Linked DNA regions of Sus scrofa: region 2 is linked to region 1. The links are chromatin contacts, called in public HiChIP or PLAC-seq maps. All regions are on one chromosome and are shown on one strand. Each heading gives the region's core, a stretch centred on a gene start, on an enhancer-like site or on the middle of the called end of the contact. The rest is flanking DNA. Distances are from core to core; before and after follow the strand shown. Region 1 overlaps DZIP1L (zinc finger protein DZIP1L). Region 2 overlaps DZIP1L (zinc finger protein DZIP1L).

Evidence for each region. HiChIP or PLAC-seq counts read pairs in DNA pulled down with a chosen protein or histone mark.
Region 2: a contact with region 1 is called in an H3K27ac HiChIP or PLAC-seq map of alveolar macrophages. The contact joins two enhancer-like sites. A contact is called at or near these places in 2 of 5 promoter capture datasets (fetal skeletal muscle and liver), 18 of 47 Hi-C or Micro-C datasets (alveolar macrophages, embryonic fibroblasts, epiblast stem cells and 10 more) and 2 of 2 datasets of contacts at active chromatin or transcription factors (alveolar macrophages and skeletal muscle).

The regions. Positions count from the first base shown.
Region 1 is chr13:78,864,163-78,870,798 of Sscrofa11.1, forward strand. DZIP1L (zinc finger protein DZIP1L) reads right to left here. Exons shown (of 15, transcript XM_021069498.1): 12 at 4,139-4,337; 13 at 3,495-3,688; 14 at 1,622-1,761. Among named protein-coding and RNA genes, the nearest start is that of DZIP1L, 49 kb to the right of the region's middle. Within about 2 kb of position 4,764, at least 9 of the 83 cell types and tissues checked have an H3K27ac peak or open chromatin away from gene starts, as enhancers often do. A contact at or near this core is called in alveolar macrophages, where this site is marked.
Region 2 is chr13:78,902,586-78,908,884 of Sscrofa11.1, forward strand. All of the region lies in intron 3 of DZIP1L (zinc finger protein DZIP1L), which reads right to left. Among named protein-coding and RNA genes, the nearest start is that of DZIP1L, 11 kb to the right of the region's middle. Within about 2 kb of position 4,251, at least 2 of the 83 cell types and tissues checked have an H3K27ac peak or open chromatin away from gene starts, as enhancers often do. A contact at or near this core is called in alveolar macrophages, where this site is marked.

The DNA of each region.
Region 1 (6,636 bases), core at 3,514-6,013:
GCTTAGGGCTGTTGTCACTTCACAATACAGGCAAAGGGGTGAATACTTCTCAAAAAAAAGTAATTGGACCCATTACTTACAAACACACATGAAAGACCTAATAAACCAAACACAGAACAGACTAAAAGGTGTGAGTTTGGGGGGGTGGGGGTATGTAGGGAGAATCAAAAAGTGACTGCCCACTATTTTTGAATTTTAGGGCAGGCAACAGCATAGGTCATCTCAGGATGCACCTTTTTGTTTGAGAAAGGAGTGTAAAGTAACAAGAGCTTGAAATGTTTCTGCCTAAGAAAGTAACAGGAGGAAGTTCCCCGTTGCGGCTCAGGCGAAAAGAAACCAATTAGTATCCGTGAAAACGCAGGTTCGATCCCTGGCCTTGCTCAGTTGGTTAAGGATCTGGTGTTGCCACGAGCTGTGGTGTAGGTTGGACTCCTAGCCTGGGAGCTTCCATATGCTGAGGGTGCAGCCCTAAAAAGCAAAAAAAAAAAAAGGAAAAAGGAAGTTGGAGTTCCCGTCGTGGCGCAGTGGTTAACGAATCTGACTAGGAACCATGAGGTTTCAGGTTCAATCCCTGACCTTGCTCAGTGGGTTAAGGATCTGGCGTTGCCGTGAGCTGTGGTGTAGGTGGCAGATGCAGCTTGGATCCCCTGTTGCTGTGGCTCTGGTGTAGGCCGGTGGCTACAGTTCCTATTAGACCCCTAGCCTGGGAACCTCCATATGCCGCGGGAGTGGCCCTAGAAAAGGCAAAGACAAAAAGAAAGAGAGAGAGAGAGAGAGAGAGAGAGAGAGAGAGAGAGAGAGAGAGAAAGAAGAAAGAAAGAAAGAAAGAAAGAAAGAAAGAAAGAAAGAAAGAAAGAAAGAAAGAAAGAAAGAAAGAAAGAAAGAAAGAAAAGGAAAGAAGAAAAAAAGGAAAGAGGAAAAAAGAAAGTAACAAGAATATGGAAGTTGTTCCCTGACTTGGAGTAGGGGGCACAGCGGTGAGGAGGGCGACCTAATGGTTCAGGGTCTTCAAGGCTGAGCTCTAAATCTGATGGCAGCTGGAGCCTAAGAGAGGCAAGGCCATCAAGACATTCTCAGTGATGAGGAATGACCTTGAATATTTCGTCTAAATACCCGCATTGTGTGTTGTGGCCTACTCTGATGTGCCGTGGGGTGCCACTCCAACACCCCACCCTTGGGGCAGTCTGCTCTGCACACATCCTAGTGCTGGGCTCCTCGGGAGTGAAGGAAGGGGGAGGGGTCCACTGTGGGATGATCTGGAACCAGAAAAGAGTAGCCACTGCAAGAAGCCAGACAGACTGGGTCCGGGTTCCATCAGAGGCAGGAAGTAGCAGCTTGCATGGACAGGAGAAACAATCCACTGAGCAGTTGTTCCTCTAATGAAGCACCAGGCTTCTAAATGTTAACAAGGACACAAAAACAAGCACTGGAAAGTGTCCATCCCTCTACCCGTGCAGGGGTAGAGGAGAAACATCGAGGTCACCTGCAATGTAACAATAGCCCCAGGCTGACACTGGCTAGACCATCTCTCAGTCCCCTGCCCCCTCCACCCAGGTCTTCCCCCAACCCAAGCTGGCCCTCTAGGGAATTGCAGGGTGGGCTCCAAGGTCCTCCACCCTACCTGAGGCTTCCTTCCTGACACAGCAGTCTGCTGTGGCCCAGCCTTGGGCGTTAAGAACAGGCTGACCCCTCCAGCGGGCTTCTTGGCCGGAGCATCCAGCTGCTTCTCAAGGTTTTTGACTATCGACTGCACCAGTGTTCCTGGAAGGCAATCAGAGGGAAAAGCCCAGAATATAAATGCATCATCCTCACCGGTCACATCTAAGCTCCAAGGTGGATACAGGGAGTGTGGAGAAGCATCAGGAGGAAGAAGGAGGGGAAACCACAAAAAAAGAGGGGCAGGGAAAGAGAAGGCCCAGGCTAATGTATGCCAGGACTAGAGGCTTTGAACATCCTAGAAGTGTGCTGTGCACCTGAGGACATGGCTGCAAACAGAGGCTTAGGAAGCTGCCTTGCCCTCTCAACACAAGGCTGGGGAGAAACACCTGCTTATTTGGTACATGAACTGCAAGACTGACGTGTGGCTCAGCAGGTTAAGAACTCAACACAGTGTCTTTGAGGATGTGGGTTCAATCCCTGACCTTGCTCAGTGGGGTAAGGATCTGGCATTGTCACAAGCTGCAGCAGGGTCACAGATGCAGCTCAGATCTGGCACTGCAATGGCTGTGGTGTAGGCCGGCAGCTGCTGCTCTGATTTGACCCCTAGTCTGGGAACTTCCATATGCCACAGATGCAACCCTCAAAAAAAATTTAATTAATTAATTAATTAATAAGCACAGGAGGGCTGCAGGCCAGATGTGCTTTCTGTGAACTCTGTGCTGGAAGGGGCCTGAGTGGTGACCACATTATCAGTGGACTACAGTGACCTGGTAAACCAAGGTGGATGTCCAGGCCTCAGGACTGGCCAGGGAGAGGCAGGGAGCTAGCCACGGCCTTCCAGCCTTCAGAGATCTGAGGGCCTAAAGCAGAGGTCCAGAGCCACAACAGCCCTTGACTCCTGCATTCACATTTGCTAAGGGCCTACTATGCTAAGGCACTAAGTTCCTCCCCCTCATCAGTCATCTTGTCCAAATACTCCAGACACCTCATTTTACAACAAAGGGACGAAAACCCCTCACCCAACCACATGCCGAGAGCAAGCGACAGAGCCTGAAGGGTGTCCGCAGACTCCTGATCCTGGTTCCTAGATGCACCCTATCATCCCACCTGGCAGGTCGTCAGTACGTCTCTGGAGATCTGGTTCTGGTGGATTGGATGAACAAGCAGGCCCAGAACAAGATGAAGTACTGCAACATCCATGGACACCCTGGACTTGGCAGATGGCACAGACCTGGGCTTGCAGCCCAGAGCTTCCACTTAGTGATTGGGGAAAGACAAAGTCCCACATTCCTTAACCTCTGCCTAGAAATGTGACTGAAGCCAGAAGCTGTGAGTTGCATTTCTAGCCAGAGAAAACTCTCGTTTAAGAGTTTTATAAGGAGTTCCCACTGTGGCTCACAGGGTTAAGAAACCAACTGCAGCAGCTCAGGTCACTACAGAGGCACGGGTTCAATCCCTGGTCAGGTGCAGTTGGTTAAAAGATTCGGCATGGCTGCAGTTGTGGTGTAGGTCACAGCTATGGCTCACATTCAATCCCTGACCCAGAAGCTTTCATATGCCAGAGGTGCAGGCATAAAAATGAAAGAGAGAAAAAGAAAGAGAGAAAGAGAGAAAAAGAGAGAAAGAGAGAAAAAGAGAGAAAGAGAGAAAAAGAAAGGAAGAAAAAAGAGAGAGAGAGAGAAAGAAAGAAAGAAAGAAAGAAAGAAAGAAAGAAAGAAAGAAAGAAAGAAAGAAAGAAAGAAAGAAAGAAAGAAAGAAAAAGAAAGAAAGAGAGAAAGAGAGAGGGAGGGCGGGAGGAAGGAAGGAAGGGAGAAAGAAAGGAAAACCCTCCTCACCTGATTCAGAAGACAGACCACCTGAGCCCTTGCCAGAGAGCTGGGCACTGCCCTTGGAGGTCTCAGTGTCACACCAGTCCCAGTCATCCTCCAGCCAGGGCCCTGTCCTCAAAGGAGCTTGTGTGGGCTGGAGAGATGCACGAGACACGGCATCCTTCTCTGGGTCCTCTTCAGAACTGAATGGGGGCGTGCTGCTGAAGAGCAGAAGATGTGAGGGGTGCGCAGGCCAGGAAACGGTAAAAGCCACATGCTCCACCACTTGCAATCTTGTTTGGTTTGCCCAGAGCCAGCCCTGCTCCTAGCCAGTAGTCATCAGCCCCGAATGCCAGCCAGGAGTCATCTGGAGAGCAGCAGCCACACCAGCCCATCATTGGAAGATGAAGACCTAGTCCCTCCAGCCTGGTGACAGGGGCTTGGGGACGAGTGAGAAAGGGGAGGGCAGGTTTGTCCTGACTGGGAGCAAAGGACCTCAGTCTCTTCTTGGGAGCCTGGGGTGGACACCAGTTGAGGCCCCTTCTGTTCACATCTGTCTCTGCACCTCATCTGTCTGATGAAGCCTGCTGAGGGGGTGGCAGGTGGGACAGGGCTGCCTGAGGGGGGGCCCACACCACAGACCCCATGAGAGAGCAAAGCCCAAGGCTCACCTCAGCCCAGGCCCTGGGCAAGCAGGGGTGCCCGAGGGTCTGGGGGCTCTGGAGCGTGGAGCAGGGGTGGGCCTTGGGTTACCACCTCTCTGAAGAGTTGTCATTGGGGGCTCTGCTGGCTTGGATGGCAATGCCACATGCTGGATCCTGGCCTTTGGGTGGGCCTCTTTGATGACCAGAGGGTTCCGTGGATTTTTGACTAGAAACACAGATAAGAATAAGTTTGAGAGCACAGCCATCTGGGCCCTCAAGCTCATAAAGAGGCTCCAACATGCTGGAAATGGACACGTCATTCTGTGCTGGAACATAATAACCACATCAGGTTTAATAACTTCCCTCACCCCAGGTATCCTGCTGCAGGTCAGACCCTTGGTTTCATCAAAGACCAGAAGAGCAGCTAGTGTTCCAGGATCATGCCATCATTCCAGGAGGCCAACAGGAAGCAGCTGGTCTGAACAGGGGCACAGCATGTCTGCAGCTCACCCCTGACCCAGTCCTAGAAGGTGACCTAGCTAAGGACCCCCCCACACACACATCTACCGCACCCACTCCGATGCTGCGGGATTACAGGCAGCCTTGCAGGAAGGCCCTGCTGCCACCAGAGGTCGCTGCAGGACAACCTAGGCCATCAAGTTCCAGAGCCCCTCCTCCAGGATCTTGGCCAAGGCTGGAGTGCTTCAGGCAGGCAGTTAGACACAGCCTCTCCCTTTTCCCAATCATAGCAGAGGGAGAGGGGTGATGAAGGATTGGCAATCTTTTTATGGAAAGAGAAGAGAGGAAAAAAGTGTATCACAGGGAGTAAGGACTGTTTCATGAAACTCTTACACATGTGGAGTGAGTTACAATGTAAAATCCATCTCTTCCTGTAATTCAAAGTCAAAAACACGTTGAAATGCACTGCTCTCAGAGACTGCATTTACACAGAAGTGGGCCTTCTAGGAAAGAGTAAACTGTAGGGCGGGTGAATTTGCTGAGGGAAACATAACAATAGGAGCAGTTGCTGTGCACAGACCCAGCAAAGCACTTTACAAAGGACATCCATTTAGCCCTGGAGATTCAGACACTGGCTCAAGACCCACAATTCCAAGGGAAGATGCAACCCAGGTGATCAATGAGCCCAAATTTAGGGCTCTTGCCACTGCCTTTCCCACAGCTTTTCCCCCAAACAAAAGAGGCACAGTGTCAGCAGAGATGGCAGGTAAGCACTCATACAGCACTCACGGGGCCTAGAGAGCTTGTGCGTGCAGAGCTGGAGAGAGACCCAACAAATGCTGAGAGAATAATGCTCATCTCTCAGGTCAGTGACAGGCCCTGGAGAAGGCAGAACCCAAGGCCAGGGAAGGGGAGACAGATGGTGAGGGACCATCTGTCTTCTCTGGGAAACCAGGACTCAGAGGGGGCTTCCATGCACCTTCCCTTGGGTGCGGAGGAGGGCGTCCCCTCTCCTCTCCTCTGAGCTCCCCCAGCCTCTGCTGGGCCCTGTCACATCACCTAGTCCTGGCTGCTTTCCAGCTGAGGGTGCAGACCCCGACACAGATCGACCTCAGTCAACACCGTACTGAATTAAATGGATAAAGAATGAACGATGGAGTTCCCGTCGTGGCGCAGTGGTTAACGAATCTGACTAGGAACCATGAGGTTGCGGTTCGATCCCTGCCCTTGCTCAGTGGATTAACGATCAGGTGTTGCCATGAGCTGTGGTGTGGGTCGCAGACGCGGCTTGGATCCCACGTTGCTGTGGCTCTGGCGTAGGCTGGCAGCTCAGCTCCAATTCGACCCCTAGCCTGGGAACCTCCATATGCCACAGAAGTGGCCCAAGAAATGGCAAAAAGACCAAAAAAAAAAAAAGAATGAACGAGCATGTGAGGCAGGGAGCTGCATGAAAGGCAGGGTGGCAACCAGGACAAATGCCTTTTTGTCTGAGATTTCTGTACAAGACTAAAAACTATCCATTCCTTAGAGGTGTTTAAGGCCAGAAGTTTAAGCCAAATACAACAGTTACCCAGATCATTGACATAATTTTTACCATGGTCTCATACCAACTGGCCTGCTCTCTACTTAACATTTGTATATAAAATGGCATCACTGTTAAATACTTTACCCACTTTATACTTATCCCAGTAACAATTTCCATGAAATCTCAGGATTGCTATGTTAGTAATATTTTGCCAATATACATGAAGAAAAATAAAAATTTAATCTTAAAATTATATGATTCATGTACCAACTAAAATCGTCCCTCATACCCCCAGAGAAGTGAGGCCCACACTTGGAAAACTTCCCATGTATAAAATTCTCAGGTCGGGTCTGCTGAACATGACAAGATAACACAAGTGACTTCCCTTTGGCCACATACATCCATGATGAAAAAGAGCTGAGGCATCACCCTGCACAAGGATCTAGAAATACTCTAGGGTTGGGGGGGCTCCTTAGCTTCCAAACACAATTCCCTTGGCTCCCTCGGAAGGTCCTCCATATATATTTTTTTTTCCATATAT
Region 2 (6,299 bases), core at 3,001-5,500, 38 kb after region 1:
TGTGATACCTATGACTATGAACATCGTAGGATGTGGGTGAAATGATGTCCGCCCCTGCCCAGGGGGTGGCGCTCAAGAGAGCAGCTGTGTCTGCACAGAGACTGTCTCCACCCATGAGAGTCTTTTCTTTTAAACCTCATGGTTTAGCAAACGCTTCGGTTTGTTGTCAAAAGACTCAAATTCTATCTACTCTCCTCTCTCTTGGTAAAGAAAGAAATTTTTCTCTTTGGAGAGTAACTTGTCAATAGCAACCAGAATATAAAATGAATATTCCAGGAGTTCCCTTTGTGGCTCAGAGGCTTAAGAACCCGACTAGTATCTAAGAGGATGTGGGTTCCATCCCTGGCCTCACTCAGTGGGGTAAGGATCTGGCTTTGCCACAAGCTGCCATGTAGGTTGCTCTGGCTGTGGTGTAGGCTGGCAGCTGCAGCTCTGATTTGACCCCTAGCCCAGGAACTTCCGTATGCTGCAGGTGCAACCCTAAATTTAAAAATAAAAAAATAAAAGAAAGTAAAATTAACATTCCACTACAAGAATTACAATTTGTTCTACAGATAAATTCATACAAGTGTGCAAAGGTGCTTGTGCAAAAATCGTCATTGTAGCATTATTTGTAATAGCAAAGTATAAGAAGATGTACAAAGTACAATAGGGGATACAAATGTCATCTCTACACAGTGAAATACTATACAGCTACTGATAAGAATAAGGCAGTTTTTTATGTACCAATATGGAACTACATATACACACATATATATCCATTTATGTTTAAATGATGTATTAGCATAATTACATTTAATAATAGTTTGCAAAAGTAAAGATGTATATATCTCACATATATATGTGTGTGTATATAGATCTCACATTAAAATGACTGCCTATAAGGGAGAAGAGAAATGGGAATGTAAAATGGTGATAAATAAATGAATAAAATAATAAACAAAATAGATGGTGCATAGGTAGAAGATGGATAGATAAATAGGCCTTACATAGACCAATGATGATAATAATACACGTGTATAACATATGTATATATATGTGTATATATAAATGTTTCATTTGTTTTTCATATATAATTATAATTAAATATACTAATGTATTATTCCTACATATGATTCATTACCTGTATTATTTCATATGCATACACTATTTCTAGAAAAATAAACAAACTGCTAGCAATGGTTACACGTGGGAAGTAGGAATGGTAGTTAGAGGACTTTATTTTCCACTCTCCACCTTCTATACTCTTCAGTTCTTTACATTGTCACCCATTACTTTTATAATTTTTTAAGGGCACAATTTCTGTCCTTAAGGAATTTAGAATCTGACCGAACAAGAATTACATGTGACCCTGTTTAATCACGTTCTTAGATTATGTGATTCACATGTTCAAGTATGGCAGAAAGTCAGAAAAGAGAAAGGTCATTGACCTGATGAAGCAGAAAGGCCTTGAAGAAACAGTGGGACTGGGTTTATAAAGAGAGGAAGGCCTCCTGGAAAGACCCTGAGCTGTCTTCATCTGAGAAAGGCAGCAATAGGAGGTGACAGGCCTGTGCCACCACCCCAGGGCCCTGCAAAGACTGGAAGAGAGGCAAGGGGAGGGCCCTCAGTAAGAAAACCGGCCTCTGTGCCAGACTCAAACTCTAAATGCAAACCTACAAACACATATAACTATTCTCACTTTACAAACAAGGAAACCGATGCCTGGAAAGGTTAAGTAATCTTCTCCAGGAAGGGAGGCCAGCACTGAAGTACGATTGGAGGTGAATCTGATTCCCAAAGTTTGAGGACTTTGAACCAACCAACATTGATTCTGGGGGCTATTTGACCTAAACCTAAAACTTTGATCACATCATCATCTGTTATCCACCAAATTCATTCATTGATTCATTCACTCACCACTGTCCCGTTTATAGCATGCCTACCTTGGCCAGACTAGCTATCAGCCCTGGGGCCATGGAGATGCATTAACCACACACCTGCCCCCCACTCCCACCTCTAGGAGTGTACCTTGGCTCGTTGTTGCCACAGAACCAAGTCCAAACCCCTCAGCCTGGTCTTGAAGCTGCCACAGGACACCACTGACCCACCTTTCCCACTTCAGTTCCCATGCTTCCCTTTCTCAGATACTCCTTCCCAGCACATACTCCAAAAAACAAAACCTTCCAGCCACAAGCAGCCCCACCATGGCCATGAGGAAAAGACCAGCACATTTTCCTTAACATGTCACATTATTTTAAAAAAAAAAAAAAAAAAGGCAAGTGACATGATGCTTACCATGCTCAGCAGCAACCATGTCACTGGAGCCTCAGAGACAACTGCCACAACAAACCATGCCATGGAGCAACAGCTGGTTACCAGGCGTGCTGTGGGCAAGGGTAATGGGACACCTGCTTCCTGCCTGCCCACAGACCTGGAGCTCACCTGAGAACGTACTGTTTAACTATTTAAGCTTTGGCCTCAGATGTTTGCCCACAGTTCTCTCTCTAATAATAAGGCTAAGAATGTTCCATCAGCCACCCTCTTGGCTCTCTACTCACCTCTTTGAATCTCTGTCCAGCCTCCTCCTTGAAAAGATACTATCTTTGCTCCCCTCCTTAAAGGCAGGGTGTCCCCCTTCCCCCATGATAGTCTGCTGTTAACCCACCACCCATCCTCCCTGCACCCTTTCCCTGGGGATGAGCTCACACATACCCACAGCTTCAACTCCCACAGGCCTGCTATAGGCTAAGCCTCAGCCACTCCCAAATCTCTTCCTTACAGGCCCATCTGTCTCTTTTAGACCTAGCCTTCCAATAACTATACTAGAAGTTGCAAATCTAGACTCCACCAGGGCCAGAAAGGTAGCATTAAATGTGGGAAACATGCCAGGTATAAAAGAAACCAAAGGAATTCCCTTGTGGCTCAATGGGTTAAGGATCTGGTGGTGTCACTGCTGTGGCTCTGATTAGAGCTGTGGTGTGGGGTCAATCCCCACCCTAGGAACTTCCACATGCTGAGGCCATGGTAGAAAAGAAAAAAAAAAAGGAAAGGAGAAGAGAGGAAAGGAAAGGAAAAATGAAAGAAAGGAGAAAAGTAACCACAGTATAAGCTTGAGGATAAGTGGCAAGTGATTCCCCATCTTAGTCTCCCAGACACAATTAGGCAATTCTCAAAGTGCAATCACTGAGCAGCAGCAGCATCAACTGGAAAGTCACCAGAAATGCAGATCTCCAGAGTAATTGATTCAGAACCATTGCAATAGCAAGGGCTAGGGTAGGGAGAGTTAGGGACTGGGGCAAAATGGGGAGCGCAGGACCTGATTACAAGGGGCAGCCACCACTGAGCTGCAGCCATAAGGGAAGGGATGTTATGTGTTCCTCCTGGGCTAATTCCAAATTCAAGTAGGAGTGACCAACATAGTAGGGTAGGAAGACACTAGCTCACTTCCTCCCAAGACACATCAAAATTACAACTGTTTACAGACCAATTATTTATGAGAATGAGGACTGGCAAAAAAGGTTTTCCACAACTGAAAGATGTAAAGAAGGACCCATAATGAGGTGGGTAAGGGGGTAGGGATAAAGATTAATCAAGACTCACACCCCGGAGTTCCCATCATAGAGCAGAGGAAAAAAATCCAAGTAGGAACCATGAGGTTGTGGGTTCAATCCCTGGCCTCGATTGGTGAGTTAAGGATCTGGCATTGTGATGAGCTGTGGTGTAGGTCACAGACACAGCTTGGACCCCGCATTGCTGTGGCTGTGGTGTAGGCTGGCAGCTGTAGCTCTGATTCAACCCCTGGCCTGGGAACCTCCTCCATATGCCACAGGTACAGCCCTAAAAAGCAAATATATAAGTTAATTAAATATAAATAAATAAATTTTTTAAAAAGACCCACACCCCTGGGTGAGAGACCCATAAACAAGAGGATTATTACAATTGCAGAGGTTCTCCCCCAGGAGCAAGTGGTCTGAGCCCCAGCTTATGGCTCCCCAACCCAGGGGTCCTACACTGAGAGGATAAGTTCCTAGAACATCTGGCTTTGAAGGCCAGCAAGGCTTGTGAATAACAGAGGGGGCACCAGCCCTGGGGCCCTCTGGACTCCACAGCTAGCTGCTCCAAGAAAAAGCTCTGCCTCCCCAGTTGGCCGGGGAGGGGCAATGGGGGGCTGGCTGGCAGCCACCACAGAGTCAGCCACACTCACCAGCAGGCTCCCAGTAGCCAGCCCAGCCACACAGAAGGGCCCACATAGCCCCTAGAGCTAGCACCCGGAGAGCATGTAGCTCTGATGACTAAAGGGGAGTGTGGTGCTGAGCCCCATCGGACACCTCCTACATAAGGCCATTTCTCCAAGAACAGGAAATGAAACTGACTTAATACATAGAAATAAACACAAAGAATTGGGCAAAATGAGAAGACAGAGAACTATGTTTTAAACGAAGGAACAAGACAAAATCCCAAAAGAACTAAGTGGAGATAGCCGATAACAAGTTCAAGGTCATGATCATAAAAATGCTCCACAAACTCAGTAGAAGGATGGATGAACACAGGGAGAAGTTAAACAAAAAGTAAAAAAAATACTAAGAACCAAACAGATCTGGAGTAGAATAACTGAAATAAAAAATACACTAGAAAAAATCAACAGTAGATTAGATGGAATCAGAAGACAGAGTGGTAGAAATTACTTAAGGTGAAAAGGAAAGAAAACTTTTTTTCTTTTTTTTTTTTTTTTTTTTTTTGTCTTTTTTGGGGCCACACCTGTAGCATATGGAGGCTCCCAGGCTAGGGGCCAAGTCGGAGCTGTAGCTGCTGGCCTATGCCAGAGCCACAACAACTCAGGATCCTAGCCACATCTGTGACCTACACCACAGCTCACGGCAACGCCAGATTCTTAACCCACCGAGTGAGGCCAGGGATCAAACCTGCATCCTCATGGATACGAGTCAGATTTGTTTCCACTGAGCCACAACGAGAACTCCAAAAGCAAACTTTTTAAAGATGAGGACAGTTTAGGAGTTCCCATGGTGGTGCAGCAGAAACGAATCCAACTAGGAACCATGAGGTTCAATCCCTGGCCTTGCTCAGTGGGTTAAGGATCCAGCATTGCAGTGAGCTGTGGTGTTGGTCACAGATGCAGCTCGAATCTGGCGTTGCTGTGGCTGTGGCGTAGGCTGGCAGCTATAGCTCCGATTAGACCCCTAGCCTGGCAACCCTCATATGCCACAGATGCTGCCCTAAAAAGGACCAAAAAAGCAAAAAAAAAAAAAAAAAAAAAAAAAAAAAAAAAAAAGAAGAAGATGATCAGGACAGTTTAAAGGACCTCTGGGACAACATCAAGTGTACCAACATCCACATTATAGGGGGCTCCCAGAAGGAGAAAAGAGAGAGAAAGGGGAAGAGAATTTATTTGAAGAAATAGTAGCTAAAAACATCTCTAGCCTGGGAAAGAAAATCCAGGTCCAGCAAGGACAAAGAGTCCCCAACAATATGAACCCAAAGAGGTCCACACGAAGACATAGTGTAATTTAAATGGCAAGTTTCAAGATAAGGAGAGACTATGGAAAGCAGCAAGAGAAAAGCAACTAGTTACATACAAGGAAACAACTAGTTACATACAAGCAACTAGTTACATATATAGTCCCCTAAGACTATGAGCTGACTTTTTAGCAAAACTTTGCAGGCCAGGAGGGAAAAGATTCTCAACATCACTCATCATCAGATAAATGCAAATCAAACCACAATGAGATATCACCTCACACTTGGCAGAATAGCTATTATCAAAAAGAAATAACAATTGTTAGAGAGGATATAGTGAACTGTTGGTAGGATCGTAAATTAATATAGCTCTATGGAAAACAGTATGAAGGTTCCTCAAAACATTAAAAGTAGAACTGCTAGAGTTTCCACTGTGGCTCAGTGGAAATGAACCCAACTAGTATCCATGAGGATGCAGGTTTGCTCCCTGGCCTCATTTAGTGGGTTAAAGTTTTCGCTGATGCAATGAGCTGTGATGTAAGTCACAGATGCAACATGGATCTGGTGCTGCTGTGGCTGTAGCACAGGGCTGGTGACTACAGCTCTGATTCGAGCCCTAGCCTGGTAACTTCCATATGCCGAGGGTGCAGCCCTAAAAGACAAAAAAAAAAAAAAAACAGAACTTCCAATTCTGGGTATTTTTCTCAAGAGAACAAAGGCACTAATTCAAAAAGGTATATGCACCCCTATGTTCATTGCAACATTACCTTCAATAGCCAAGATATGGAAGCAACCTAAGCGTCCATCAATAGATGAATGGATAAAGAAGATACACATACACA